Regions from separate parts of the Arachis hypogaea genome. Here region 1 is linked to region 2. A link is a contact called in public Hi-C data. All regions are on one chromosome and are shown on one strand. The core of a region is the stretch at or near the end of the contact, and the rest is flanking DNA. Distances in the headings are between cores, read along the strand shown.

Evidence for each region. Hi-C and Micro-C count contacts between places; a contact is called where the count stands out from the background.
Region 1: a Hi-C map of an unstated tissue shows a contact between it and region 2, with 4 times the contacts expected there. The contact joins the promoter of LOC112727954 here to the enhancer-like site in region 2. A contact is called at or near these places in 4 of 8 Hi-C or Micro-C datasets (leaf and an unstated tissue).

The regions. Positions count from the first base shown.
Region 1 is chr12:102,707,426-102,711,839 of arahy.Tifrunner.gnm2.J5K5, reverse strand. It overlaps LOC112727954 (sulfoquinovosyl transferase SQD2), which reads left to right and starts at 2,044. Exons shown (of 11, transcript XM_025777913.3): 1 at 2,044-2,742; 2 at 3,423-3,489; 3 at 3,653-3,723; 4 at 3,997-4,114; 5 at 4,217-4,290. The coding sequence starts at 2,330.
Region 2 is chr12:102,578,068-102,582,663 of arahy.Tifrunner.gnm2.J5K5, reverse strand. No RefSeq gene overlaps it. Among protein-coding and RNA genes, the nearest start is that of LOC140177098, 4.4 kb to the right of the region's middle. Within about 2 kb of position 1,858, at least 1 of the 3 cell types and tissues checked has open chromatin away from gene starts, as enhancers often do.

The DNA.
Region 1 (4,414 bases), core at 795-3,294, 130 kb before region 2:
TCTCTCTCCCCTCCTCCTCCCCCTTCCTCCCCCCTCCTTTTCTACGCCCCCTCTTCTGCGCGCCCCCTTCCTTCTCGTATCCCTTTCTTTTTTCTTTTTATTTTTTTATTTTATATTTATTTTATATTTATTTTATTTTATAATTTTTTTAATGAAGGGTAATTTGGTAATAAAAAAAATAAAATTGGTAAAAAGGATGATTTTAAAACAAACTGAAACTTTGGGGACCATTTTAGAGCAAAAAAAAGTTAGGGGACGAAATAAATTTTCAGCCTCTACCTTAGAGACCAAAATCATACTTATCCCTTAGATATATGAATTAAGTAAATGGCCAAAATAATTCTTTAAATTTCACATATTAGTTAAAGTAGTTATTCAAATTTTTACTTAACCAAATTAATATTCCAAATTCTCCAACATCAATCATATTCATTCTTATCTAATTTTTGTATCATGCTATGTTTTTCACATTCATTTATGAGATTTTTTCTTTGTTGTGGCAAATTTAAATATTTTTGTGGCATACGATTCTCAAAATATTTTTCTATTAATTTGTTGTTTTTATGTTTTCCTTCGCTATTTTTATCTATGAAACACGGACACTTTGTTGAGTTGCGTGTCGGACACATTTCGGATACGACACTCACCGACACTCGTTCGACACGCGTGTCTCCTGTGTCCAAACCGTGTCTCAATAAAAAATAAAAATTTTTTTTCCGAACACACTTGGACACACCTAAATACCATCACGTGTCAGCGTGTCGGTCTTATTCTTAATATATATTCTTAAAATAAATTTAGATAGAGTATATATTATTATTTATTAAAATAAAAAATATTTTAAATACTTGATATACTTAAAATAAGATATTAAAAATAATTTAAAAAATTAATTTATATTTTAATATCAATGAAATATTAAAATATCATTACGATTTATTTAAAAAATACTTTATATTTTATATGTATACGTGTCCCCGTGTCATGTAAGATTTTAAAATTCGCGTGTCGACGTATCTCGTGTCATGTCCCATGTCCGTGTCGGTGGGGTGCATCATACATTTTTATTCATCAATTTTTTACTATCACTCTCGCTCTAAAGGATCCAACAAGCTGTGTAATAAAATATGAATTTACTTTTCGTTATATAACATGTTACTATACTATTTGTTTGTATTATTAAATAGAATGTATACAAAAAAAATCCAGTTAATTTATATTCACACACTATCTATTTGTAGCAAATGGCGAGTCATTCATACAACACAGAATTAATTGACGTGATTGACATTCCTATTCCTTAACCATTAATATCAAATTGGAGTTTGAATATCCACTAATATGAGGGAAAAAATTCACTTCTTTTATAAGATTTCTAATTATAAGATTGTCTCTAATATATATAAAAGATATAATTAAAGTTCTAAATTGATTGTTTAAAATATGAACATGTATTAAAATTTAAAATAGTTTTTGAGATTTTAAATACATCAATTATATTTTTTTATCAAAAAATTTATCATACTTTTAGAAATTGGTATAATATACTTTTATTAATTTTAAAGTCGTAATTAATAGTTTAGTACATTAAGATCTTAAGTATTATTTTAGTATATGCAACCAATTTAAAAGAATTACTTTAAAGATATCTCTAATGCTTGATTTTAGTTTCATTTTATTTTGAATCTCACACAATATCACATAAGTATTTATGGGATTATATATCATAAAAAATTAATTTAAATTCAATATAAAATTCATCACTTCAATGTGTGATTTTATTTTAATTTAACAAAGTTACAAAGTTACAATGTTCATTTAATGGACTTAATAGATATACAAATATAATATTTACTAATCTTTCTTTAGAATGATGCAATATTTTTTTATTGATATTTGTATCATTTCAAAAATAATATTCAATACAAATTTTAATTTTAAATTAATTCAATAACTGTAAAAATCAAATTAATACCCAAAAAAATAGATTAGAGTTACTCTAAGACTTAATTCGATACAATTGGCTAAATTTTTTTTCCAAGTTGAATTATTGTGTAAAATGTGGGAAATAGGGTTGAATCATTTGACCAAAGAGGCAAATAGCATATGCTCAAAGTTCCCCCTTTTGATTCCTCTCTCACCCGCCATCATAAAGAGAATATCCATTGTTAGAGTCCTTTGCATGTGTCTTAGATTCCTTCATTCTCACACACACAAACACACACACTCTTCCTTGCAAACAATTCCATATTAATCAATTCAATAATCGAGCACATTTCAAAGGCTGTAACTTTATGATTATATACTCCTTCACATATTTGCCATCATCATGAACACTACTTCCACTTCTCTCTCTATAAATTCCTCTCTCTCTCCTCCTTTTCTCTCACCTGACACAAACACCACTTATTCTTCTTCTTTCTCTTTTCCCTCTTCCTCTTCTTCATACTACCCTCGTTTTGCTTCTGCCGGATTCTCTCTCCTCCAATCATTTGGACCAAAACCCATCACACCCATTTGCAAAAGATCAAATTTTTGCACCTTTCAAGGCTCAAACACTCTGAGAAGAAGGAAAAGTTCGTACCTTGGAGCTACCAACGAAAAAATGACCATAGCTGGGGATAGTTTGCTTCAGGTTGTTGAGGAAGAAGAAGATTCTCCTCCTGAGTCTGCTTTGCTTGATCCTGAGAACAATTCTAGGCCAAGAAGAATCGCACTTTTCGTTGAGCCTTCTCCATTTGCGTGAGTCATTCATTCCCTCTTTTGATTTTGTTCCTAACTCTTCCCCATTGTTTTACTAGTCGCTTTAACCAAACTTAATTGCTTAATTTAGATCTTCTTCCAACTGCATCAGCCCAACAACTTTCTTCTTTGGTGTCAAAACCCATCATGTGAATTTTTAATTAAAAAAAAAAAACTCTTTTGTTTCTTTGTTCAGATGACATTAAAGTTTTTAACTTTCTCTTTCCACTACAGTTGACTTGCTCTGTTGTTATGATCCAGTGTTGACTTTGGTTGTTTGAGGTTTTTTTTTTGCTTTCTTTTTTTCATGTAGATCAGATTGGATTTGACCTTCATGGTTTCAATTATGATTTAATTGAGCTGGATTTTGTGCTAATCTGTTTTGGAATATTAGAAGAAAAATGCATCTCAGCTATATGTTTTGCAGTGCTGCCTCTAGGACTTGTAAATAACTACTTGTGGGGTGAGAGAATCAAAGATTAATTATGAATTAATTCTGGGAAGTGTTGATTATAAATGAATGTCCCTTCATTTATAGGTTCTCTCTGCATTTAAGTACATTTGTGATTACATTACCTTTGTGAATTGTGATTATCATTCATGTGTAGACTACTTTTAGAAAGAACAATGTCTCTTCCTTTTAAATTGGATTTTTATTGAGAGCTCTATCTATTTTGCAGGTATGTTTCAGGATACAAAAACCGGTTTCAGAATTTTATAAAATACCTTCGCGAAATGGGAGATGAGGTAACTTTCTCTGTTATCTTAAGCCTGGTTGGTTTCTATTGTCATTTTTTCATGTTTTCTAGTTTGAGGATTTTATGAAGAAAAAACGAGAAAATTCTGCCATGTATCCTAAAAATTCTAACATTGTAAACTAATTGCTTGTCTTCATTTCTTCTTGTAATAGGTAATGGTTGTGACAACACATGAAGGTGTACCCAAGGAATTTTATGGAGCAAAATTAATCGGATCGCGAAGGTTGCTAACATTGATTTGTTTAGTTTCTTAGCAGATTTTATTCTTGGCCATCTCTAACCTCTGCAGTTATTTCTGAATCTTTTAACCATATAGAAATTGTTTCTAAGTTATAGTAATTGCTGATATTTGAAATTGCTTATATCAATTTAGAACTTAGAAATTAGAAATTTCCTAATTAGATAAAATTCATGAAAAATTCTTTGAAGTTATGGTTAATGCTGCAGCCATTGTTTTATCTAACAAATTTACTCTAAACCTGGAAAAAAAATGCAGCTTCCCTTGTCCTTGGTATCAGAAGGTACCCCTCTCTTTGGCACTTAGTCCAAGAATAATATCAGCCGTTGCCGAGTTTAAGCCTGACATAATACACGCATCATCACCAGGAATAATGGTTGGTGTCCGGTTTTTCTCATTTTAATAACTGTTGCATTTAAATGAATGATATATAGTTGTAGTAAAGAACCTACCATAACTAACAATGGTTGAATTTCAGGTGTTCGGTGCTCTTGCAATTGCAAAGCTTCTTAGTGTTCCCATTGTCATGTCTTATCACACCCATGTACCAGTGTAAGTTACATGTTTACTTAGGACTTGCTTTGTTTCTGTTTTAAGGATTTTGTGAAGGAGAAAAATGAAAACAGAAAACATGATGTTATTGTTTTCACTTTGTTTCTTCATAAATCAACCTTAA
Region 2 (4,596 bases), core at 609-3,108:
CTGTAGTCGTCGGGTGTGAGGGTTTCGTGATGCTCCTTTTCCATTAGGGTTACTTGCAACTTCTTGTCGTGGGGCATCACAAGGGCTCGATCGTCGTATAAGGCCTTGGTTCGGACTCAGATGCAGTACGCTCGTCTTCAAATTGTTCATCCACCATGGTGAGTGTAGACTTCTAGGTCTCCGGAAATGCACTAATGTTCCAAGGGTTACTTGAAATGGTGATTTGGGCCTGAATGTGAGATCTAGATTCCTTCTGAGGCAGCATTCGACTTGTGTTGTTGCCAAGGTGCTACCGTTCGAATTCCTTGTGAGGAGGTAGGGGTGGTACCTGCAAAAGACTTCGATGCTTAAGTTAGCAAAGGCATTAGGCAGTTTTTAAGTAGATTGGGTCCTGAATATACCTGAATATATTAGTGTATTTATAGTAGAATAGCTAACCACCTTTTTAGAGTAGTTATACCTTTGATGGTAGATAGCCATTCCCTTTTGATAGAGAAGTTGTTGAGATCTTCCTTCTAGATGGATATGAAATATCTTGAAAAGTAGTTATTTTTTTAAATAAGTAGGACTTTGTACATCTCTAATTGCGTGTGACCTCTATGAGATTGGGTAGGCGTAGAGGAGGCCTAACCTCTTGTGTAGGTCTCTATTCTTTTTGGGTCTAGCTTTATTTGGAGTTAGAGTATGAATAATATCCAATGAATTATATTTCAGATTTTTAAGATTTATTCGTTTACAGCTAAATATACTAGGTAAAGTCATTTTTATTTTCTAAATATTGAGTTTGACTTGGCCATATTTCGACACTACTAGCTAGACGCTTGTTGTCGACGGCATGTTTGGAATCGAGAGTTAGCTACGGCCAGATTGTCAATAAGTTAAAAGGTCATCGCTAAAATAGAGATTTTATTATTTTTTTAAGGAAAAATGTTATATATTAACGGCTTTGGTGGTTGTTAGTAAATGTAGACACCATGATCACACCATAATGCGTGTGAATTATGAGGTTGTATGTTTGATTTGTGTATGTATTAAGACAGATTTTGAGACATTGACATTTGAATCATAAACATAAAATATAGGTTTAATTATTTTTTTAGTCTCTGTAATTTTACAAAATTTTTAATTAGATTTTTAAATTTTTTTTTAATTAGTTCTCTATACCATATCAAATTTTGTAACTAAGTCCGTACTTAAAATACAAATTTACTTGAAGTTTAAAGTTATACCAATTAAGCTTAGAATTTTTTTTCTATAAATATATAGGATTAAATTTAATAAGTTTAGGGAGTTTTCATTCATTCACATACTCACTCTAAAACTTTTTAATTACACTAACGTGCATAAATATGAGTCACCAACCCATATAAATATATTGGCAGACTCCATTTTTTTCCAGTAGTTTTAATTCTATTTTTTTTTCTTTCATGATTTAATTTCTATTATTTTTATTCAAGTATTTGTTAATTTCTGTATATTTTAATGTACGTTTTGTAATTTTTAATTCTTTAAATTTTGCACTTATTTTTTTTATTTTTTATTTTTTATAATTGTTAGTTTTTATATTCTATTAGAAGAATTTCTAAATCTTAAGATTAATATATAAAAAAAGTTAAATCTATTTTTTAAATTGGGATCATTGATACAAACTTAATTAACATTTTCTGTCAAAATTAAAAAAAAAAAAAATCCAAACGAAACAATAGCTAAAGTTTAGCAGCCATACAAATTCAAGTCTTCGAACAAAATCATCAATTATATATTACAAATTATCATGAATAATATCGCCCCACCCCCCACTCCGCTCTTCATTTTGATATGTTTAATTATTTAGTATATATATAGTCAAAGATAACTTTAGACTAAGACTCACATTTAAATACAAGAATCATGTTGGTCTAATTAATTAAGATGTTGATTTGACATAGTTAAATGATTGAGCAAATTAAAGCACGGGGATTAGGAAAGCATTAAAGGCCACAGAGCACGAAGATATATGGATGTTATAAGACATGTGATTATATTATGTGGTCTTTCTAGGAAATACCACTTTGAACGAAGGAAAGATCACTTTGGACGTAAATTCATGTTCATGAAATTCGCCGAAGCATCGTACTATCTATTTTAACCTAGGTACCACAAACCGACCAATTCAATTTTGTCTTCTTAGTATGAACAAATTTATACGTAACATTTAATCTTTTTCATGTGTTAAACGTTAAATATTAGTATGTTCATGCATGAGGAGAAAAGACTTGTACTTCACCGGTTACTACTGGCCACTTTAATTTTGGCGAATTCTTTTAATTAGTGTGTCTAGTCTTTTTTATTTATTAAAAAAAAAATATTCATGTACATATTGAATTAATTTTAAATACTGTGTAATTAAATTATAATTATATTCATAATGATATATTGTTATAATTTGATTGTAATTGATAAAAATCGATTATTTATATCTAAAATATATAACGATAACGAGAATACTGAATAACTGAAAAATAACAATATAAAAAGCATGAGTTTTGATATTCTCTCAACTGATCTCGACAAACGATCACTGGAAGAAGAAAATCTGATCGCTACAAGTACTAAAAAAGTGAAGATGGACGCTGTGGGAAATTAGCCCCAATCTGAAGACATGATAGAGAATTCTATTACTAGTACTACTCATATGAAGGCAAGATGGATGGAGAGGGGATCAACATCAACTTGAAAACGTGGTAGAAAATACTATCATGACTACTACTGGCATAAATCTTCCTCACCCCTAAGAGGAGAATAAAAAGGAGAAAAAAATGAGTGACAATACTATCTGAAAGATTTTTTATTGGGATATGATGGTTGATAATGGTTTTGAAAATCTAAATCCTAAAGAAATAGCTGATTTGGTTGCAGAAGAATAGAAATAGAATTTATGAATATAGTGGATAACTTAAGACTCCCTTTACTCCAAAGCTCAACATCCAGGTTTTTTTTAAAGGAATATGAAGACTACTGCAGACTATAGAAAATTTCCCTGGTTATTAAACCTTTAGGCAAGTCTCTCAACCTTTAAACCATGGAAAAAGGATGGGTCCTCAAGTGATGGGCTAGAAAGGATGCATGTGGTCAATATCATGGATCATGAAAAAAATTTCTTCTTGGTTTTTTAATCAAGAAGATTATGCTTACGCACTGTTTGAGGGACATAAGGCTACACTTATATAGAATAGCTATGGACCTATGGTATACAATGTGGCTACGTTTTAAAGATAATTCAGTAGTAAAGATAAGTGTAGCCTATTCTAGTAAGCATGAAAGCTGAAAAGCGTAGCTTTTGGTCATGAGTAGCATTACTTGAAAAGCACACCCTATTCTTGAACGCAAAAAGTGTAGCTTTTGATACAGAAAAGGGTAGTCTTTGAGAATATGCAACGGCCGAATAGGCATCCCCCACTAAAGCATCTCCAAAGTAAAAAAAGCGTAGTCTTAGCCAAAGGCATAATTTTTTTTCATTTTTAACTACACTTTTCAAGTGTAGTTGGATAGGTATTTTTCTTGTACTGTTCAATGCAATTTTGGCAAATTCTCTTAATTAGTGTGTCTAGTCTTTTTCATTTATTTAAAAAAAATTACTTACGTACATATTGAATTGATTTTAAATGCTGTGTAATTAAATAATGATTCATAATGATATACTTGTTATAACTCAGTTGTAATTGTTAAAAATTGATTATTTATATCTCAAAAATATAACGATAATGGGAATACTGGATAATTGAATAATAACAATATAAAAAACACAAGTTCTGATATTCTTTCAACAGATCTCGACAAGCGATCAATGGAGGAAGAAGATCTGGTGGTTAGAAGTACTAAAAAGGTGAAGATGGACAATGTGGGGGATCAGCCCCAATCTGAAGACATGATAGAGAATTCTATTGCTTATACTACTCACATGAAGGCAAAGATGGATGCCGAGGGGATCAACATCAACCTAAAAACATGGCAGAAGGTACTACCACGACTACTAGTGGCATAATTCTTGAAAAAGAATCTATGGATATGGTGGATAACTTAAGACTCCCTTCAATCCAAAGCCCATCATCTATGTTTCTCTAGAGGAATATAAAGATTAGTGTAGACCATAGAAAATTTTTCTGGTTATTTAGCCTTTAGGCAAGTCTCTCAACCTTCAAGCCATGGAAAGATGGGTCCTCAAGTGATGGGCTAGAAAGGATGTAGTCAAAATCATGGACCATGAAGAAAATTTTTTCTTGGTTAGTTTCTTTAATCAAGAATACTATGCTTATGCACTGTTTGAAAGACCATGAATGATTGCAAATCACTATTTATTCGTACAAATTTGGAGGCCCTTCTTTCTTCCTTAGGAGTTAGATTTTCGTAAGGTGGCTGTATGAATCAAAATTTTAAATCTTCCAGCGGAACTGTATAATAAGCACTTGGAGAGATAATCTGCCATATGGTTAATTCAGCCACCGAGGCGGCCAAAACCACCAGAAAAGGGGAGGACAACAAGGCATGGGGGAAAAACAGAATCGTTGGAGAAAGAGCACCAAAACAGAAAGGATTCTCAAGTGGCGCAAAATTAGG